3 separate regions of the Mus musculus genome follow, and all the other regions are linked to region 2. Evidence: chromatin contacts called from public HiChIP or PLAC-seq data. All regions are on one chromosome and are shown on one strand. The core of a region is the stretch at or near the end of the contact, and the rest is flanking DNA. Distances in the headings are between cores, read along the strand shown.

What was found. HiChIP or PLAC-seq counts read pairs in DNA pulled down with a chosen protein or histone mark.
Region 1: an H3K27ac HiChIP or PLAC-seq map of T-cell acute lymphoblastic leukemia shows a contact between it and region 2, with 4 times the contacts expected there. The contact joins the enhancer-like site here to the promoter of Chchd10 in region 2. A contact is called at or near these places in 1 of 39 promoter capture datasets (the C10 cell line), 2 of 484 Hi-C or Micro-C datasets (cerebellum and pro-B cells), 1 of 115 datasets of contacts at active chromatin or transcription factors (T-cell acute lymphoblastic leukemia) and 1 of 9 other capture datasets (liver).
Region 3: a contact with region 2 is called in a FOXA1 HiChIP or PLAC-seq map of pancreatic cancer cells. The contact joins the enhancer-like site here to the promoter of Chchd10 in region 2. A contact is called at or near these places in 1 of 39 promoter capture datasets (pre-B cells), 1 of 484 Hi-C or Micro-C datasets (natural killer cells), 2 of 115 datasets of contacts at active chromatin or transcription factors (pancreatic cancer cells and pro-B cells) and 1 of 9 other capture datasets (adipose tissue).

The regions. Positions count from the first base shown.
Region 1 is chr10:75,280,498-75,284,927 of GRCm38.p6, forward strand. The region is part of intron 13 of Specc1l (sperm antigen with calponin homology and coiled-coil domains 1-like); the gene reads left to right. It also overlaps the pseudogene Gm46234. Among named protein-coding and RNA genes, the nearest start is that of Adora2a, 34 kb to the right of the region's middle. Within about 2 kb of position 2,409, at least 76 of the 459 cell types and tissues checked have an H3K27ac peak or open chromatin away from gene starts, as enhancers often do. A contact at or near this core is called in T-cell acute lymphoblastic leukemia, where this site is marked.
Region 2 is chr10:75,930,922-75,935,052 of GRCm38.p6, forward strand. It overlaps Chchd10 (coiled-coil-helix-coiled-coil-helix domain containing 10), which reads left to right and starts at 2,209. Exons shown (of 5, transcript NM_175329.4): 1 at 2,209-2,577. Mmp11 (matrix metallopeptidase 11) reads right to left here and starts at 1,581. Exons shown (of 8, transcript NM_008606.3): 1 at 1,413-1,581. The coding sequence starts at 1,532.
Region 3 is chr10:75,068,451-75,073,051 of GRCm38.p6, forward strand. All of the region lies in intron 1 of Bcr (BCR activator of RhoGEF and GTPase), which reads left to right. Among named protein-coding and RNA genes, the nearest start is that of Bcr, 9.9 kb to the left of the region's middle. Within about 2 kb of position 2,056, at least 73 of the 459 cell types and tissues checked have an H3K27ac peak or open chromatin away from gene starts, as enhancers often do. A contact at or near this core is called in adipose tissue and pancreatic cancer cells, where this site is marked.

The sequences.
Region 1 (4,430 bases), core at 1,159-3,658, 650 kb before region 2:
TTTCCAGCTTAAGTGCTTCTGTGGAGATGACGTCTGGCTAAATACTGAAAACATACATGCTCCTCTTAAGAGAGTTCAATATTAGGTTCATCTCTGTTCTCACAGCCTTTGCCATTCCTGTTGGCATACCTGCCACTCCTTCCTCTGTCTTCCAGCATGTCACTCAGGATTTATTTTAGATGATGTTAAATATGACTGTAAAGATGATTTAATTCTACACAAGTTGAATGTATTTATTATCATCCTGCTAAAAAATGCAATTTATATTCCCGGTATCCTCACATAAGATTTGAGGTACAGAGATTTTTTCCAGATTGCAATAGATTTTCCTCAGAAATTTATAGAAGTACACAAGAAGGTGATCAGAGTTCTGTATTCCTGGGCTCATAACAACAAAATGGCCAAAAAAGTACTAACAAAAAGAAATACCAAAGTAGTAGAGGAAGCAGTGAACAAGGTCTATCATTAAGAGACTTCCTATGGACAAATGTGTACACGACCCAGGCAGTGATTGTCAGTTCATTTAGGATTAAAGACCCAAGTGTATGCAGATGTAAGGCGGCAGTAGTCACTGAGCATCGACTAGTGGGCTGCCTGTTCCTAGCTCTCATTAGCTAAGGTGGAGTTTAGAGTGAGGGTATAGGGACATGGGGAGCTATGCCTTGCCAGGCACAGTGTACTGTGTTATAACTGCTGTGAAATGATTTAGCAGTCCTCACAGAAATTCAGAATTACCATATGATCTGACAGTTAGATGTAAGCAGAAGAACTGAAAACAAGGATCTGAAGAGACAGCGTAGGCATTCTGGTCTCTATAGTAGCTTAATTCACCGTAGCCAAAAGGTGGAAAGTGGAGGTACACCAGGGACCACTGGCAAATAAGGGCATACAAAGATATTCTCAGTCCTTTGTATATAAGAAGGCTACTGATCTTTATGTGTTAATTTTGTATCTTGCTGCTTTGCTGAAAGTGTTTATCAACTGTAAAAGTGATCAATCTAAAACCTGGTGAAGTTTTTAGAGTTATTTATGGATAAAATCATATCATCTGCAAATAAAGGTGCTTATGCTACTTCCTTCCATTTGTCTCCTTTGGTCGCCTTCCATTGGAGTGGAGTGGAAGCGCCATTCAATTCTATTATGACTTCATGTACTAACGGGCATCCTTGTCTTGGTCACTAATGCACATCCTTGTCTTGGTCCTGATTTAAGTGGAAATGCTTGAGTTTCTCTCTGTCTAGGTTGATGGGCCATGGTCTTAGTGTAGAGTGTCTTTATTATCTTGAGGTGTATCCTTTGTGTCCTTGTAAAAATCTTGCCAGAACTGTTATCATGGAAGGACATTAGCTTTTGTCAAAGGCTTTTTCTCACCCCATGAAATGATCATGTGGGTTTTGTCTTTCAATGTATTTACATGGTTCATTACTTGATTATGGAGGAAATTGCATTTGATGTGTTCTTAAATCCAGATTGCAAGTATTATATTAAGAATTTTTGCATCTATGTTCATAAAGGAGGTTGATCTGTTGTTGTTGTTCTTGTTATTGGTGGGGTTTTTTGTGTGGTTTTGGGATCAGGGTAACTGTTGCCTTGTATGAAGGATTAGTAAGTGTTCTTCAGTTTCTAGTTTGTGGAGCAATTTTACAAGTATTGCCATTAATTCTTTTTTAAAGGTCATGTTGAATTCTGTGCTGAATCTGTCTGACTTTTCTGGGTTTTGTTTTTTGTTTCGTTTTGGTTTTTTTGTCATTGTTTGGTTGGAAGTCTTTTAATTATTGTTTTTGTTTCACTAGGGGTTATAGGTCTGTTTGAATTGCTTATTTGATCTTGATTAAATTTGGTAGATTGTATATATCATATTCATCTATTTCTTTTAGGCTTTCCAGTTCGGTAGAGATTGTTAAAGTTTATCCTTAGGAGTCTCTGAATTTCCTTAGTGTCTGTTGTAATGTGCCCCCTTTCATCTCTGATTTTATTAATTTGGATCTTTTGTCTCTTATTTAGTTTGGCTAAGTATTTATTTGTCAGTCTTTTTTTTTTTTTTCTCTAAGAACCACCTCTTTGTTTCCCTGATTCTTTGTATTTTGTTGTTTGTATTTCATTCAGCCCTTAGTTTGATTGTATCTTACCATCCACTCTTTTTGAGTCAGTCACCATTTATTGCAGGTTGGTTCTCAGTCAGGATTTAGAGATTTAGCCACAGCTGAATTCTTCCTGGGTCGGGGCTGGGTACCAACTATGCTCAGCTGTGCTCAGCTGTGCCTCCACACTGACCCTTTTCAGTGCTTCTTACTTTACTAATCATGTTTGAGTTCCTCATAAGAAAGCGGAAGCTGAAAACCACACAGGCTGCCAACACCATGTTAAACCCACAGCGCTGCCTTTCTGGACTTTGATGTACTTGTGATACTGGCTGTAACCTCTCTGAGAGGTTCCCATAATGCCACTGGGGCTGAAATTCCGCATCACTATCCAGTTTAGCAGCTCTCCAAGTTTAACCTCTGTGAGTTTCTCCTTCAGTGACACTAGTGACGCCATCATGCAGTCCTGGTGTCCCAACCAATGCGGATGCTGGAGACTGATTTCAAGTCCTCTGTAAGAACAGTACGTGCTATTGACTGCAGAGCCATCTATCCAGCCCTACCCATAATCTTTTTAAACTAAAAGACTGATCTGTTAGAGTTCTTAATGTGTCAGACACCATGTAAGAAGTGCCAGAATCCCTGTCCAGGCTGGCTGTGTGCATGTGTGACGTGTCTCCTTAGGCATCAGCAGTGGGTTCAGGCCTTTGGTCTCTGCTGCCTCACAAATCTCTGTTGAGAGAGGGCACGTTGTGACACTTGATTGTTGAGTGGAGAAGAAGCTGACGTGACACTTAGTATGCACTGTTCTCACAGACCCCTAAATGGACCATGGATGCTTTATGTCAAGGGAACTGTCTAATCAATGGAGAGAGATTCCATATCTTCTGTCATTAACTCTTTTAAGTGGCATCCTCAAATTACTGTGCTGATGACTGTAATCTTATTAACCATCCATTACAAAACAAGCCCCTGTGAATTCACCTTTTAGCTAACAAATACTTTTGTCTACTTTAAATCGTGCCCTGCCATGCATTAAAAACACTGTAGAGTGGCTAACTCTGGAGCATTAGTGTTGGAAGGTCCTAGATGCTCTGATTTATTGAGGGAGTAAAACCCCCTCAAAGATAACAAAGTGCCTCAGTTATATTGTGATTTCACAGGCGACTTCTAGATTTTTCAAGACCTACTTTAATAAGGCTTCTTAAACACTTCAACCTCCTTTATAGCCCACCCATCAAAGGTAGGGGAGTAAGATGGATAGTAGGAAGAGAGGGACATTATAGCCCACCAATCAAAGGTAGGGGAGTAAGATAGATAGTAGGAAGAGAGGGACATGGACCTGTTGAGAAGTAGTTCCTTGGGGCAATTCCAATCTTCATTGTCAGCAGTCCAGTTCACTCAGATCAGCAGGAGGGCTCGATCTCATGATTGGCATGAGAATGCTGACGCAGCAGGAAGCAGCGGGAACACCTCTAGAAGTAGTTTGGGTACATTTCTTAGCAAGCAGAGGTCAGCAAAGAAAGCAAGGCAAACCAATGCCAGAGCATTGCCCACTGTCTGTTGGGTTAGACTTTTAGTCTTTGCAAACATCCAGTGTCCTCTCAAGGGTCCACTCCAGTGAAAGATCTCATGCCCTTTCACCAGATAGCTTCCAGAAAAGCATCACATGACATAACGAGTCTCTAACCAAACCAGAAATTCCCATCAACAGACTCTTATTCTCTGCTCCTCAACTAGTTTTCGATCGGTGTTACTCATCATCTGCTGCATACATAAAGCTTCTTCGAGGCTTAAAAGCTGCACTAATCTATGGACATAATGCTAAGTCATTAGGAGTCAACCTAATACTATGTCAATTTAGCAGAATAGTAGTAGTAGGTTCTCCTCTAGGGCCCAAGACCTGTCTGGCCACAGGTTCTTGGCTGATAATAGTGCCAAGTATGGGTTTTATTTTGTAGAGTTGGTCTTCAGTTTGACCAGAAAGTGATTGGTTCTCCCATGGTATTTGTGACATTGTTGCATTAGTGGGCTTGTAGTGCACTACCAGGCCAGTAGTCATTTTAGCTCTCAGGGTTCACAGCTAAGTAAGCCTGGCTGCTTTTCTGTTCCAGTAGTATGTTTGTATAGCAACTTGCAGCACTGTAAAACCTAGACAGTAGTGATGAATCTTGCGGGTCAGTACCTGCTTGGTTTCTCTATGTTCTTATTGTTTCCTTCTTTTGTTTCTGTGTGACTTTCAGGTCTTCATTAGTGACCCCTTCCCATATTTCCTCCTCTACCCTGCGTTCCTGTCCCCTACCTCAGTTTAACACTTTGATCTTGTCTAACAATTTTTCAAAGCTTTTA
Region 2 (4,131 bases), core at 959-3,458:
GGCAGCTTCCCTGGCTGCTAGGTGGTGGATTTTTCACAAGCTGGGGGCTGGGGTGAATAAATATTTACCGAGCTCTTTTGGCCCCGCCGATGGCAGTCTAGGGATAAAAGCGTTAGAGGTGACCAACCCTTTCTGCGCATCTAAAGTGTGACAGATCCTCGGCTCGGATCCCACCCCAGGCTTGCCCCCCCAAGCCCTGTACAAGCAAGCATTGGTGTGGTTTGCCTCGTCTTTTATCCTAAATGCCCAACAGGAGGTACCGGTGCTCTTTCCTGCTTTGCCCCCTTAGTAAGAAGTCAGGAGAAGTGCAATTCTCGAAGGCATGAGTTCTATCGCTGGCTTCTGCGGGGGTGGGAGTGGGTGGGGGTACGGATGGGGGGAGGGAGGGGATTAACGACTGCGCTCCGCTCCGAGTTCTAGAACAGGGAACTCCATGTTTTGCTTGAGGAGGTCCTGATCCACAATACCCACTCCCCTTTCCAAACCCTTTCTCTTCCAGTGTGCAGCAAAACTGGCAGATGGATTGGTATGGCTGGACCTGTCCTGGGACACCTGCCTATCATACCTTCCTCCCATCCATCATTCCTTGAGCTGGCCGGCTGCCTTAGCTGGCTACTGAGGGCACGGTACCCCGTGGGCATTGTAGATCTGTAGTGGTTCCAGCTCCAGCCCCAGCACAGCTTAGTCTCTACTCTGACAGGTGCCTCAGAGACCAAGCTGGAAGAAGGATGCAGCCATTGGGACACACAGGCTGGGAAACCCTCAATCTCTCTTCTTCCCCTTTGCCTCTTTGCACCCCCTTTCCTTTCTCTTCTTCTTTATGCTTTTGTTCCCCCGGTGCTCCCTTCTATTCTGACTGCACCTGATGCTCGCACACACTATCTCTCTCAGGTGCATTTTCTGTCGGCTACCAGGACTCCCAGACTTGTCTCCTGCAAGCTGGGGCACCTCTCTCAACTTGGGCCCCATTTTCTCCTTCCTAGCTCTTCCTTTATTCTCCATCCACGGTACACACCTTGCAGGGGTGCTTACTGGAACCACACACCCGGAGGCTGCCCCTTTTTGCTCCCCCCTCCCCCCAGACTTGCTTTGCTTCATTCCAGTGATGAACAAGGGGCCTTGGCATCCACTCCCTCTGCTACCTCTATCAACACACACTCCAGCATCCCTAGCTGGGGGCTGGAGAAGCCGGTCTCCAAACTGAGTTCAGCGCAGAGACGCGTCTCACCAGCTCCACTTGCACACTGCCAACCACGGGAAGCTCATTATAGTACGCTCAGAGAGACCCAGAAGGCATTTCGGGGACAGACTGCACTAGGGTAGCCAGGGAGCTCGCTTGGTGGGTCAAGCTCAGCCAGTGGGCCCAGCCCGCGTGCCCAGCCCTCCCTCGGGGAGGAGTGGCGGGCACTCACCGGTGGCCTGGCCCGGGCCATCAGCGGCGACGGCAGGAGCAGCAGCAACAGGAGCAGCAGAGGCAGCGGGAGCAGGAGGACGCGCGAAATCGCGCGGAGGAGACAGGCGGCCCGTGCCATCCGCCCCGGGGCTGCTGGGCCTGCTGGGCCAGGCCGGGCCGCCGCCCCTTATAGCATTCGCCCCGCCCCCGCCGGCGCCGGGACCGCACCCCCCACCGCCCCGCCTCCCCCTGCCTTTTGTTCTAAACTCAACCGGCCTGCAGCAGCGGTCTGAGTTAGGGAGGAGTGCCCGGAGGGGCTGGGTCCCTTAGAACTAGTGAGAGCCGGGGAGAGCTCAATTCTGCTCTCCAGCCCCACTTCAGAAGTCTCATCCTTCGCCAGGTCTCTCCATGGTGGCTTGACTTGTTTTAGCCTGTGGCAGGTGGTCAGATCCCCAATCTAAACAGCCCTAGCTAACAGGAAAGTGGTACAATAGCTCTTGCAAGGAGCGGACTATTGAAATGTGACCTCAGGGGAAACTGAGGCATATGGCGGAAGTTGGCCAGTCCCCACACCTTAAAACAAAACAGAGACGGGTCTGGAAAGATGGATCAGTGGTTAGGAGCACTTGTTGCTCCTGCAGAGAAACCTGGCTCCCGTTCCTAGCACCCACAGGGTGGCCATCTAGGAACTGATGCCTTCTTCTGACCTCTACTGACACTTGGCACACGCTGATGCAAATGGCTGATGCAAATGCGCACACTTAACAATTTCAGACCAGAGGCAGTCAGCGAGGATCTTGGAGGGAGGGACCAGATTTTTTCTCTACTAGCAGGCAACTGGGTCAGTTGGCTGGGAGGAAAGGGTCAGGGATGTTTGAGTTGGACACTGGAATCTCAGGTTGTTCCCTGGCCGGGGGGCACACTAGCCAACAGGCTTTTCCTGACCAGTCAGGCTCAGCCATCTGAGACAGGGACAGAATCACATCTGAGAGGGAGGTCTACGTGCTGAAAACAGTTCAACTACTCTAATCTCTGCAGCGAGTGTCCAACTGTGCAGTGTTCCCTCTTGGATGACAATGGCTCTACAAGGCACTGCAGGCCTCTTCCACCAGGCCTTCAGCTCTCTTCTGAATTCTGGTGGGCCAGTGGGGCCCTGAGCTGCTGCAAAGTAGGGGCAGAGAGTGGTAAGTTTTACTTGGCCATCTGCAATCTTTTAAAAAGCCTCACCTTTTAAAGGCTGCCATTCCTTCCCGTCGTCCTTCCTCCCTTCCCACCCACCCCTCTTTTCTTTTTTTTATGACAGAGTCTCTCTCTCTCTCTCTCTCTCTCTCTCTCTCTCTCTCTCTCTCTCTTTTTTTTGACAGAGTCTAGTATGTGTACATGTAGCCCAGGCAGGCCTCCAACTCAAGATTCCTGTCTTTGCCTATTCTGACTGATAGGACTGCAAGCATGTATCATCATAGCTAGAATTTCCAGGTCTGGTTCAGACTCATCTCAGCAGTGTTGGTCAAAGAATCATAAAATGGATGAGGCATTCATAGTCCTACCCTCCACCCCCAAGAGTGGGTTTCTCTGTGTAGCCCTGGCAATCCTGGGACTCTGTAGAGTAGGCTGGCCTTGAACTCAGAGATCTGCCTCTATTAAAGGCATGCACCACCATGCATAGCATTTTAAAAATAAACTCTTCATTGGATGCATGCCTTTAATCCTGACATTTGGGAGACAGAAGCAAGTGGATTTCTGTGGGTTTGAGACCAACCTGCTCTACAGAGTGAGCCAGGCTATATGAAGATCCTGTCTCAACAAAAGAACCCCCAAACCCTAAAACATTTATTTGTGCAACCTAAACAGCCTTCAGTGTTGCCAGGGATGCACGACTATTTTCTGAGGAACTTGCAGCTTATCAGCCAGACCCCCCACCCCCCCCACCCTCCACTTCCCACCCCCTTACCCCCCAACCTGCCCCATTACCCCACATTACCACACTTAGTAGAGGATCTGGAAGGTGGGCTAGCCACGGAGGCCCACAGAAGGGGTTGAAGCTGGAAGAATGTTACCACTTGCCTACTGGATACAAGGTAAGCAGAGGCCAAATAGATAAGCCAGTGGGGTCTGCTCAAGCCTGCCCCCCCCTTTTTTTTTTTAATTTTCTACAACAGCACATTTTTTTAAAAGATTTATTTATTTATTATATGTAAGTACACTGTAGCTGTCTTCAGACACTCAAGAAGAGGGCATCAGATTTCGTTATGGATGGTTGTGAGCCACCATGTGGTTGCTGGGATTTGAACTCGGGACCTTCAGAAGAGCAGTCGGCACTCTTAACCACTGAGCCATCTCGCCAGCCCCCTGCCCCCCCTTTTTTAAAAGATGTATTTATTTATTTCGTGTATGTGGGTACATTGTCGCTGCCTTCAGACACACTAGAAGAGGGCATCAGATCTCATTATAGACAGTTGTGAGCCACCATGTAGTTGCTGGGAATTGAACTCAGGACCTCTGGAAGAGCAGACAGCTCTCATAACCACTGAACCATCTCTCTCCAGCCCCAGTCAGTGCTCTTAACAGTTAAGCCACCTCTCTAGCCTGAGTCTGGCATTTTTTTAAAGGAAAGAGTGGCTTGTCTTTTACCTACTCACCTCACCAAAAAGTCTATCCTGCAGATGGGTGGTGATTCCACTTGGGAGGAAAGCTGAAGTCTTAATGAAAGAGGCCTGCTACAGAGGCTGCTTAAAGAA
Region 3 (4,601 bases), core at 806-3,305, 860 kb before region 2:
GAAGCACAGTGGCTTCAAGGACCTGTTTTTCCTTTGAGAAATGTAGTACTTTTAGTTGGAATATGTTATTCCAACATGTTTATTATTTTCAGTGTAAAATATACATGACAAAATGTATAGTTTCAATCTTTGAGGAGATATCAGAAATCAAACCCAGGACATTGTGTGTGTTAGGTAATAAACAACTCTGTCAGTGAGCAGGTTCCTACTCTGTCCAGTGGCCTGTTGTACAGTTATACCCAGCGCTCAAATCTCACGTGGGGGGCTGGGACTGATCCAGGGGCTTTGCTAATAAATAAGCACAGACTCTAACCCCGAGCCACGCCTGCAGTCCTAGCTTTTCAACTGTTTCATTTTCGAAACAGAAACTGTATCCATTTAAATAACTCCTTCTCCTCCTCACCTCCAGTTCCTGGCAGCCAGGATTCCACCTTTCATCCCTGGGGATTTGCTTATCCTGGGTATCTTACGTAAATGGAATGCTATACTATTTGTCCAGTGACTGGTGTACTTAATTCAAGTGTGGCTGTAAAGTCCCCTTGGCGGCAGGCTCACCTTTAACTCCCTAGCTGCCGGACCTTAGCAGGTGTGATTCCTAGAGAAAACCCACCTGTTGTTGATGGGAGTTTCCTCTCTCCAGGCTTTCCCACCCACAGACCCGAAGTGGCCCAGTGTCTTAGTCAGCTATCACTATTATGTAACAAAACACCCCAGACTGTGGTAGACAAAACAACACAACTCAGGCTGACGGGAAGAACCCATCGAGAGAAGTCTCTCTGAGGACTGTCATCTCCTTGGTTGTGCTGTGTAGTCACCGCCTTTTAAATGCCTTTCTCAGTATTTCCTGGCAGCTCTGGATGTCCCAATTTCTCTTTCTTCAAAAGACATTGGTCAGTTGGGATTAAGACCACTGAAATGACCCTGTAGTTAAATTTTTTTTTAAGGTTTTGGAGATTATAATTGCATCATTTTCTCCCCTTTCCTTCCTGCCTCCAAACTCATGGTCTCTTTTTCTTTAATTGTGGGGTGTGTGTGTGTGTGTGTGTGTGTGTGTGTATTCCTAAATGCATATAACCTGTTTAGTGTGTATAATGTTACTTGTGCGTGTTTTCAGGGATGGTATTGGATAATCAATTGGTGGGCTCTTCCTTGGGGAAGACTATTTCTCTTGCTCTCAGCATTTCTTACTTGCCTGTAGTTCTTTATCTAGAGTTGTGGCCTCTGATCGCCCCGAAACCTCCACAATCATTCATATTAGCATGCTTATGGTTCTTGTCACTGTTAAGTGTTTAAGCAGCTGTGTTGGTGAGACTCTCTGGGTGTAGCTTCTGATGTTTCTAGGGAACACTCTCACAGCAAACTCCTTGATCCTGTGGCTCTTAGAATCTCTCCCCTTTTTCTTCTGCAATGTTCCGTTAACCTCATACGAAGGAGTTGTGTTCCTGGTGTATTAGTTGGGTCTGAGCTCCACAACTCAGTATTTTGATTGGTTATGGTTTTCTGTAATGGTATCTATCTATCTATTCTAAAACGAACTTTCCTTGTTGAGGGATGAACTGATTTACTAATTTCTTAAAAGTCACAGTCTGAGGAACTGAGAGCCAAGACTTCATCCAGACTCTGTGAGGTGCACGGTTCAAGTCTGCTGAGGAAAAAAAATTGTCATGGCAAAGAGAAATGATCCTCAGACTGGTTTCCAATGGCTAAGTTAGAGGATGAAGTTGAATAAAAGTGTGCAGGCCTGGGGATTAGCTCAGTTCATAGTGTGCTTGCTTAAGCATGTGAGAGGCCTTGGGTTCGATCTCTGGTGTCACACAAACAAGGCCTGCCTGTGATGTCAGTACTGAGGAAGTAGAGGTGGGTGGGTAAGGGATTCCAGACCGGCTTCAGCTATCTAGCAAGTTTGAGATAAGCCTGTCAGAAAAGAAAGAAAAGAAAGGAAGGAAGGAAGGAAGAAAAAGAAAAAACACTTTGTGTAGTATTAGCCAGTGGGTGGTACGAGTCATCACTAACTCCAGGCACCAGGAAAGCCACAAGCTAATGCTTTATGAGCCACCACATCCCTGTTCACTTAGTAAGTGTTGACCAGACCAGTCATTGCTGAAGTCCTGTCTGCTGAGCTATAGTTCTCTTTCCTTTGTCCGTCTCCTTTTGTCTATTTTTGAGACAGAATCTTACTATGTAGCCTAAGCTGGCCAGTGCTTTTCTACTTTCTGATTTATTATCTTTATTTTTAGTTTCAGGAGCTCTATCCTAACCTTTCACACTTTTGAGGACCCAGTGAGCCTCACGGGCCTCCCTGTCTCTGCCGCCCCAGCACTGGGTGTACAAGCAGGTGCCACCAAGGTCACTCTCTGATGTGGGAGCTGGGGAATGAGCTGAAGTCCTAGCGTTTAACTGACGGAGCTGTCTCCCCAGCCCCCTCAAATTATCATTAGCACGGCCTTGTCCGTACTTCCCTGTTTATCCCGACTCATCCGTCTTCCAAGGCAACCAGTCTCCCTGTGCAGTAACTCAAGGGGATTTATTGGACATTAGGTACAAACCTGGCTGTGTCCTCTGAGAAATTCTCTTTCTCTTCTTCATGAATTTGCTGAAAGATGTTGTAACTTCCTGGGCTTATCCTTTTAAACCCAACCAACAAAGAACAAACCCTACGTAGTATCAAAGCAGTTTTTTCCACATATCTTTAACTGTGTGTTAGTCCTGGTTTCCTGTTAATCCTGAGTCTGACTGCTTCCTTCTTTAGGGAGATGAGCCTTAGGACAAAGGCAGAACATATCCTATGTCTCTGTCCTGTAGGATTTGTCCTACTCTGTCATACTTTGTCATAGTTTGTTAAGTGGAGACGTTTCAGAGCCCAGGTTGGTCTTTCTGTGTCTCGGTCTCCCCGAGCACGACTAAACTGAAATGAAATTCCATCTTCTTTTTTTTTAAGGTTCAAATGTAAGAGTGTTTTGCCTTTATGTATATATGTGCACCTCATATGTGCTTGGTGCCTGCAGAGGCCAGAAGAAGTCTTCAGCTCCCCCGTAACTGGAGTTGCAGATTATCGTGAGCTACGATGTGTGTGCCAGGGATTGAACCCGGGTCCTCTGGAAGAACAGCAAGAGCCTTAACCCCTGAGCCATCTCTCCATCCATGAGGCTCCAGGTTTTGATTTGCTTAGACCCTTCCGTGTTCTGGCCAAAACCCACACTTAGTAATCCCATCTAATAAATAGCAGTTGATTTTCTGGGGCCTAATGATACAGGTTCCTGTAGGAATGAAACTGTAGCTTTGGAGATAATCTGGCCAGTTATGTTTCCTTTTCTGCTGACACCCCCCACCCCCAACTCAGCTACAGAGAACACTCTGTGTCCTCCTAACCTCGTGTCTTAGATTCTGACTCTTGCTGCTGTGAGCTGAGGGCTTAGGGTACCCAAGGGAAGAGCAGCTAGCCAGTGCATAAAGGTGTCTTGCCTATGTTGGAGCTGGAAGACTCAGATACGTTTTGCATCGTAAATATGGTTTCTTTGGAGGCTGTTTCATGGGCCCTTGGAACATCCTTGTGAAGTGGCTGTAGCAAGATCATTATCGTAATTATATCCTGTGCACTGGTTGGGTCTGAGAGTAAGTGAGACATACTTAGACACCTAGAATATAGCCTGGCTAAGGTCCAGGCATTCGTGAAGGACCTGAGTGGCACTATTAGTCAGTCACACAACACAGGGTGACTCCTGTGGTGTAAAGCATCTGGACAGGCAGTCACATCCGTGTCCAGATAGCACCCTCCCCACCCCCTGCCCCCTGCAAGTCTTTTTAGTCTGGTAGGAAAACAGTGGTTGGTGTAAACCTATTGCTACCATGGAAACACCTATTCCCAGCTTTCAGGAAGATTTGAAGACGTCATTTCTCTTCTCTTATTTTACAGATATCTAGGAAAGATATTTCTTCCCTCCTTCCCTTCCCATTCCTTCTCTTTCCCTCCCCCTTTCCACCCTCCTTTCTCTTTTCTTTGTAGTGCAGGGTATCAACGTTAGGGCCCCTGGCATGCTAAGCAATTGCTTTTTTACTGAGGCCCAGCCCAGCCCATTCTGATTCCCAGGTGATGAATAGCATTCGATAAGGTAATGAGGATGAAACTCTTGCTGATGCGATGAGTGCTCTTTAAAAAGATATCTTCAAGAGCCCCATTTTTTTTCTTCTGCCACATGAAGGCCAAGCAGGAAGCTATTATCTGAAGCATGAAGTAGATCCTTAGTCGACATGGTCTCCAGTGGGATTCCAGTGTCCAAAATGGTGAGAAGTAATTTTTAGTTGTCTTCAATAAGCCCTCAGGTAGTTGGTATCATTATGGGAACCTGATTGAATGGTGTATGCTTTTTGGTCCAGTAAGCTTTTCCTGCTCTGTAAATCCTAAATCTAAGCCAAAAATATCATTTGGGGGTCAGGCCTCAAATATATCACACAAGGGGACCAAGGCCCCTTACCAACATCAGCTGAGCCCAGTACAGAATGAGCCTTCTGGGACAGGGTGGCCTTTGTCCTCTTAGATAGGGTCAACCTTCTTGTATTCTTGGACCACGTGACCTTATGACTTTTGGGGCTTTATAAGCTAA